Linked DNA regions of Mus musculus: region 2 is linked to region 1. The links are chromatin contacts, called in public HiChIP or PLAC-seq maps. All regions are on one chromosome and are shown on one strand. Each heading gives the region's core, a stretch centred on a gene start, on an enhancer-like site or on the middle of the called end of the contact. The rest is flanking DNA. Distances are from core to core; before and after follow the strand shown. Region 1 has its middle 53 kb from the start of Nkain1. Region 2 overlaps Pum1 (pumilio RNA-binding family member 1).

What was found. HiChIP or PLAC-seq counts read pairs in DNA pulled down with a chosen protein or histone mark.
Region 2: a contact with region 1 is called in an H3K4me3 HiChIP or PLAC-seq map of fetal liver, with 2.5 times the contacts expected there. The contact joins two enhancer-like sites. A contact is called at or near these places in 1 of 484 Hi-C or Micro-C datasets (bone marrow-derived macrophages) and 6 of 115 datasets of contacts at active chromatin or transcription factors (bone marrow-derived macrophages, embryonic stem cells, fetal liver and 1 more).

The regions. Positions count from the first base shown.
Region 1 is chr4:130,518,719-130,522,581 of GRCm38.p6, reverse strand. No RefSeq gene overlaps it. Among named protein-coding and RNA genes, the nearest start is that of Nkain1, 53 kb to the left of the region's middle. Within about 2 kb of position 2,206, at least 295 of the 459 cell types and tissues checked have an H3K27ac peak or open chromatin away from gene starts, as enhancers often do. A contact at or near this core is called in fetal liver, where this site is marked.
Region 2 is chr4:130,712,365-130,716,524 of GRCm38.p6, reverse strand. All of the region lies in intron 3 of Pum1 (pumilio RNA-binding family member 1), which reads right to left. Among named protein-coding and RNA genes, the nearest start is that of Gm52489, 28 kb to the right of the region's middle. Within about 2 kb of position 1,279, at least 42 of the 459 cell types and tissues checked have an H3K27ac peak or open chromatin away from gene starts, as enhancers often do. A contact at or near this core is called in fetal liver, where this site is marked.

The DNA of each region.
Region 1 (3,863 bases), core at 957-3,456:
AAGCAGAGCATTCATGCATAAGAGAGTAAATACATCTTTTTTAACCAAAAAAAAATGTGCATATATACTGAAAACTGGGAGTGGGCGCCATGGTACATTCCTTTAATCCCAGCACTCGGAAGGCAGAGATAAGGGGATCTCTGTGAGTTCAAGGGCAGCCTGGTCTACACAGTGAGTTCCAGGACAGCCAGGGCTAAACAGTGGAATCCTGTCCTGATAAAACAATAACAAAAAAACAACCAATCAAACAAAAGAAGATAAAAAGTAAAGAACGGTTTGGTTGGGGATCTTAGGCCCTGGATAAATCCTGGTTGGACTGTACAAAGCTGTGCTGATATGGCCATGTCACCACATGAACTCCTCAGAGACATAGCTGTGAGACAGAGAGAAGGAACATTAGTCCCCAAAGCCAGAACCAACAAGCTTTGCAATTGTTCCATTGCAAACTGTCTCTGTGGCCTGGGCCTGTGTTTCTGATTCCCTGCTGGTCCTGCCTTAAGTGCTGGCTGCATTTCATACTCAGTTGAGACCCAGCAGCGTTTCCTACCTGCCCAGGTACTGTTGACTTGGGATCTTCATCCTATGTAATACCCTACATACATCTTTGTCTGTCTTCATGTGCTATTCACGGAGAGCAGGCCCACAGTGGCCCTGGGACCTAGCTGTGAAAAGAACTGCTGCCAGAAGTCAAGAGTCAGGTAGTGGGGAGCACTCGGGAGGCAAGAGGCAGAGACAGGCAGATCTCTGTGAGTACGAGGCCAGCCTCAACTACAGAGCAATTTTCAGGACAGCCGGGGCTGCTACGGAGAAAAGGGGGAAAAAGTTACCACGTACTCTCAGAGTGCCAAGCTAATGTCCTTCGGTCTTCCGCAGTGACCCTGTAGGGTGGTTTGAATAGGAATGACCTTCACAGACTGCAGAATATTGATGTGTTTGAGTACTCAGCCATAGGGAGTGGCACCCTTAGGAGGTATGGCCTTGTTAGAGGATGCATGTGTCACTGTGGAGATGGTCATATAGGCTCAGTGTATGCCAGTGGGGCACAGTCTCCTGCTGCTTGGCTCCTCCAGCAGCATGTCTGCCTGCACACTGCCATGCTTCTCACCATGACAATAATGGACTAAACCTCTAAGCTGTAAGCCAGCCACAAGTAAAGGTTTCCTTTTATGAGAGATGCCATTCCGTGGTCATGGTAAATCTTCCCAGCAATGAAACCTTAACCAAGACACTTTGTGAAGCAACTGCTATGTATATTTCCCCTCGTAGAGAAAGGAAAAGAAACCCAGGCATAATGATGTGGGTGGTAAAGTTCTTGGGAGGATAAATCCTGTTATATTTTCATATGTACACAGTTTCGGGGCTGGAGAGATAGCTCCCGGGTTGAGAGCACACTGGCTGCTCTTGCAGAGGATCCGATTTTGGTACCCAGAACCACATCAGGCAAATCACTGTTAGAGCTGCCTGTAACTCCAGCTCCAGAAGACCCAATGATTCTGACCTCTGTGGACACTTCAACTCACTTACATAGCCCACAAATAGAGACATACTTAAAAATTAAAAATAATAAAATAGATTTTAAAGGATATAGTTCTACATGAGACCTTGAATACTCTAGGACTCATTTGCCTGGCTTTCTTTTCCTTTCTATAGGAGGGGAAGTATACATAGCAGTTGCTTCACAAAGTGTCCTGTTAAATGTTTCATTGCTGTGAAGATTCACCATGACCGCGGCAACTCTTAAAAAAGAAAACACACTACATGGCACCCAGGACCCTAGTGCGGCCTGCAGGGCAGCAGGGCTGCTGCGGAGCTTGCTACCAGACTCCTCCAGGCCATCTGCTTGCTCGGTCTTCCCTCCCGCCCTTCCCCCACTTAGAGGACCTTGCCGCTCCCAGCCTTGGTTTTGCCCATCCCGCCAATTTTCTTCCCTCCAAGTCCATGCCTCCTTAGGGCAGAGGTCTAAAACTCCCGCCCATCTCTGCCTTCTGAGACAGAACACCACCTTCCAAAAACCTCTCTCAACCTCTCTTGGGGCCCCACCCTAGCTCCTCTTCTAGAAAAGAAGCAAACCTGCCTCATCTACCTCGGTTCCGCCCCTAGATAGGCCCCGCCCATCCGTTGCTCATCGCCACGCCCCTAGACGGGCCCCTGCCCCCACTATCCAATGCACTCGCTAGCTCGCTAGGCTCCGCCTTTTGGACCCGCCCACGACCGGCTCCTCCTAGACCCGCCCCCTGTGCTTCTCCAGCTCCTCCTGGCTCAGCCCCACCTAGACCCCACCCCGCTTCTTCTTTGTTCCCACTGGGAGCGGCTCCTTTTCGGGGAAATGAGGATTTCTTTCAGCTTGGCGGGTCTGAAGTCCAGTTCTCGCTGGTTCCGGGACGCCCGGGCATGCTCGGTGTAAGAGGTGTGTGAGGGCGCTGGGCCAGGCCTTCCTTTGTTCCCGACAACATTCACTAGAATGCCCAGCCCTCCTACCTGTGGAGTCCGGATTATGCAGCAAGGAAACTGATCGCCTTGTGACCCCTGGCCTGGGCCACCTGCTTCTTGCTGCAGGTGGGAGCAGAGAATTCTGTCCCGGTACGGATCGGAAGGGTACCCAGTGTGCTGGCTGCCGGCTCCTGCCTTCACATGATCTCCATAGAAAAAGCGAACTCCCGCCCCACGCCCCCACCATGTCCCTCAGTCCACCTCTTTCTTCTCTCACTGCCCAATTTATGTCCGGTCCTTGTCTCACCTCCTGTCTTTGATTTCTCAGACACAGCCACACCCTTACCTTCAGGTTTGCTTCTGAAATAATCCCTTAAGGGATTTTTCCAATTACTGTTTTAACAATCGAGCCATAATTGGATGGGAAAAAAAGGCTCTGCGATTAAAAGCACTTGCTGCTCTGGCGAAGAAGCCTAGTTCGGTTCCCAGTACTCATGTTACAGGCTCAGAACACGATTCCGTGAGTTTTCCCCTCCCGGGGAACTTTGTAACTTAGTTTCTCATTTTTATTTCTAATGTCTGAGGTGTTGGGGTTCATACCTTATGGATTTATGGATTGGGGTAAGGACTCCCATCACTGAGGTACATCCTAGCCCCGTTTTTCTTCACTTTGTGCATTCTCTATCAGGGGTGGGGAGGAAGCCAGAAGCGGTGTCAGGTTCCCTAAAATAAGTTACAGACACTTGTGAACTACTATGTGGATGCTGAAAATCAAACCCTGGTCTTCTGCAAGAGCAGTAAGTGTTCCTTTTTTTTTTTTTAATTTATTTTATGCATGTGAGTACACTGTAGCTGTCTTCAGACACACCAGAAGAGGGCATCAGATCCCATTACAGATGTTTGTGAGCCACCATGTGGTTGCTGGGAATTGAACTCAGGACCTCTGGAAGATCAGTCAGTGCTCTTACTAGGCTGAGCCATCTCTCCAGCCCCTATTCCTGTTTTTAAAGTTTAATTAATGCATTGTCCATGCCTGTTTGTGGGGTGCAGTGATATCTCAGTGTACATGTATAAAATATATCATGAGTTTTATAAATTTTTACAAGTGAAACTTCCTATAATTCGTGCCCTTATAAAAATACAGGAAGCCGGGCGTGGTGGTGCACGCCTTTAATCCCAGCACTGGGTAGGCAGAGGCAGGCGGATTTCTGAGTTTGAGGCCAGCCTGGTCTACAAAGTGAGTTCCAGGACAGCCAGGGCTATACAGAGAAACCCTGTCTCGAAAAAAAAAAAAAAAAAAAAAAAAACAGGAAAAATGTCCCCCAAATTAGAGTAAATAAATAAATTACTGGGGGCTGGAGAGATGTTCAGTGGATAAGAGCACTGGCTGCTCTTCCAGAGGACTGCAGTTTGATTCTCAGCTGCCCACATGG
Region 2 (4,160 bases), core at 30-2,529, 190 kb before region 1:
TCCTCTGACCTCCTCAGGTGCCAAGCTGCAGACACACATGTGGGCAAATCACTCACACACATAAACAAACTCCTATTCCCACATGGCAGCTCACAGCTGTCTGTGACTACAATCCCATATGCAGACAAAATACCAATACACATAAAATAAACTAAAAAGAACTTCTGTTTCCACTTTTTTCCCCTTTTCATCTTGTAAACCACCTATCCAAAGACTCCATAAAACTTCCTTACTCACTAGCTCTCTCCCAACATTCTACTTTTAAATAACAACATTCTCATTCTTATTTTGAAGAGGGTGAGACCAAATAGTACTCCCAATTTAGAACCCTCTATGCATACTAAAAGGAGCAACAATATTAGTACAAGAGTCCACATCTCTTACTGGTTAATTTTATGCTCTGTGAAATGGTGTAAAGAGCAAAAGTAATTAAAACCAGTCCTATGCTGTTGTGGTTTTTTTCCCCAACCTTTATCCTTCTTCACATAATTCAAGAATAGCCTAGACAAGTACCAGATTCAACATATAAACAGTCTTGCTATAATTTATCAAGTTGGTAACTAAAAGTAGCAATCTTTGAGCTCAAGGGGGTAAAGGGGACTTGTGGGATTCTGACATTGTTTACTACAGTCTATTAGGTTGTCATAACATGCAAAGTAGCAAGTGCAGGCAAGCAGATGAGAGCAGCAGCAAGACACACCTTCAAAGGGGAAGCAGTAGATGTCTCAGAGGGCACTTATAAAGGTGCTTGCCTCCAAACCTGACTACTTGAGTTCATCCCTGAAACCTACATATTAGAAGAGAGCCAAGTCCACATGCTGTCCTTCTCTCTCTCTCTCTCTCTCTCTCTCTCTCTCTCTCTCTCTCTCACACACACACACACACACACACACACCCACATCCACAAACACACATATGCACACAAATAAATAATGAAACAAATATTAAGAAAGTTAAGGTGGAGAGTCAACTTTCTATTAGTAACATGCATCAAGCCTCAAAGAAACACATCAAAAATATGTTCCTAGCTCACCAAGAGTCACCCAGTTCTCCTGCTACTAAAAATAGAAAACAAATACTAAGATGTTAGAGGTAACCCCCACAGTGCTAGAGCTCCTTATACAGATGAGGTGGAGGTCAGCTAACTGTTATCAATGAGAACAGCAGACACTATTTGGGCAAGTTCCCAAGAGATAAAACAAGGTGGGAGAGCAGAGTGCAGCATGCTGATTGGGGCCAGGCAGGGTACAAAGAGTGAGTTGCTTGGGTGCTCAGTAAACAGGAAGGCAATCCCTGAACCAAGGGATCTGGGCAAAGTCAAAAGCAAGCTTAGTTAAGTTCTTTAATATCTCAGAGTTCACATAGAACCTAGCCTTTCTCCCTTTACTATAAAATCTACTGTTTGTACTCAATGGTGGAAAGCAGCAGGGCTTTCCAATGACTCCAATGACCTAGTCCCAGCGTTCTGTAAAGAGGATCTTGATGGTGGGGTGCTGTGGGGTCACAACATCTACAGTGCCACAAACTACTTACTTCTATTTGCCCCTACTACCACCACTGCCCGGCTCACTCACTTTAGACAGCTGCTATGCTGTGAACTGTACTAGAAAGTGGCCCACCTGGCAAGGTATCAAGAGAGATCTCTACCCAACAATGCACTAGGAATTGAAGTCTTCATTCTAAGAGCCTGAAGGCCTGAATCCTGATATCAACCCCATGGATTTGAAAGAAGACTCTTCTCAGATAAAGTTGAGCATACACTCAGCACTGGTAGAAATCATGCATGAAGCTCATGCGAGACCGTATGAAGTTGTAAGACATAACAATGGCCTTCTGAGCTGTCTGGATCTGTTATACAGTGGATCCAATCACGACTATGTGGAAGTGTGTATTTTCAACTCTTGTGTTTTCTTTTAAGAAGAACGTCCCCATGGGTGGTGGTCCACACCTTTAATCTCAGCAATTGGAAGGCAAGAGGCAGGGTTATACAGAGAAACCCTGTCTTGAAAAGACAAAACACCAAAGCAACAAGAACAACAATACCCGTACTTCTCATCCCACTTCCATTACTGTGATTTTGACTTAGGAAAAAGTAGTTAATTAGCTCTGTCCACTTCATGTTCTCCCATACACTGGCTTAAACCCCTTCCACATTCAAAATAAGTAGCCTTTCCTGAAGCTGAGGGACAGCAGTGTTAACACTTTCAGCTTTATAGTCAGTCAACAAAAGTAAGGATATCTACCTTCAGAGCTAGGTAGCAACTTTATTACAAAACAAGATAAAGATTCAAGAGACATTTAAACTCAGCAAATACACCTCTGGGGGTAATTCTATCCACAGCATGAGGTATGGCATCCCCACAAGCCAAAATATTGATTGCCACAAACATGCAGTTGACAAACTTTCTCTTCAGCCAGCCCTAACTTCAATCACTACAAATTTAAATACAGCCAGCCTTAATTTATTTGAGATCGATCTCACTCACACACACACACACACACACACACACACACACACACACACACCCCGGTGTGTGTGTGTGATGCAGAGGCTCAGGGCACTCCAAGCCAGCATACTTTCTTTTCTTTGTGAGGCAGGTAAAGCCAGGCCTGCTGAGAACTCACTAAGTAACCCAAGCTGATTGACAACTCTAGGCAATCCTCCTGCTTCTGTTTTCAGGTGCTGAAATTACAGCCAAAAGGCAACAAATTACAGCTCGGCTTTCCAACATGCACTTTAAAGGAAAACTAAGCTATAAAGGATTAAGATCTGACAATTCTTTAAAAAAAAAAAGTGATAAGGACTACGACTTGGTCAGACTGTACTAACCGGATGCACCTGGAAAAGAGCACATGCTACACAAACAGGTCCACACCAATGACAGTCAACTTGAACAAATTCTGAAATCGTCATCTCAGCAACTTCCCCATCTCCAATGCTAATAGCAAGTAGCTTCTCAAAACTGACTTCATCTGTAACCAAGCACAGTGACCACTGAGAGCAAGACAAGCGAGGGTCTACAGGTGATCTGACACTTGGGAACACCTTTTGTTGTTTCCTGAGTCTAGCAAAACAGACTCTTCAAGAAGTTATACTCAATAGAGTGTGCCTACATCTCCTGAAATTACAAGTGAGAGCAGGAGAACTATCACAAATTTACTACAAGCCAGTTCATTGTACATTTTACGTTCCAGGCTAAATGTAAACTAGTAAAGACCTTGTCTCAAAACCAAAAACACCAGAAACAACTATTTAAAACCAAGAACCCCACACAATTATCTTATATTCCTTATTAAGGAACCTTTAACACATAAAACCTCTCATGTGTCTAACTCTCTGAATGCCACATGTGGCTTTACATCTGTCTCCTTATCTCACGTTACAAATAGTCTGTCATAAACAACAACTGAAATAACCCAATACCGCTTAGAATGAAGAGCTACTCCTAGTCTGCCAGAGGGTGGGATTCCCCCAATCCAAGGCAGCCCATGTACTCTCCCAGCAAAGCTAGCACTGTGCCATTCAGACCACTGTAGTAAAAATCACTAGCCAACCAAACTCCCCAAGAACCATGACCCTAGTTCTGTGGAACCTAGAGAAGTTCTAACTAAGGATTAGCGTGTATGACCATGCCAATACTAATGTTTGCATAGGGAAGTATTCATGAGTTTCTCGGCTGGCCTTAAAAGCAAGTGGGCGCCGGGCAGTGGTGGCACACGCCTTTAATCCTAGCACTTGGGAGACAGAGGCAGGTGGATTTCTGAGTTCGAGGCCAGCCTGGTCTACAAAGTGAGTTCCAGGACAGCCAGGGCTATACAGAGAAACCCTGTCTCGAGAAGAAAAAAGAAGAAAAAAAAAAAAAAAAAGCAAGTGGGCAAGGCCATGCAGTGGTGTCACACACCTTTATCTCCAGCACTTACAAGGCAGATGCAGACAGAGCCACTGCTCTACTGAGTAAGTTAGTTCCAGGATAACCAAGGCTACAAGAAAAACCATGTCTCAAGCCCAACCACACCCTCACCAAAAAACCCTGTGCACTTTCTACTATCATATGCTCACATGTTACCTAACTGCTTACACTTGTAAAACATGTCACAGACAGCGCCCCACCTCTGTACCCACTATTCTCTCTTCTCTTCTCTCCCGTCCATACCATTTC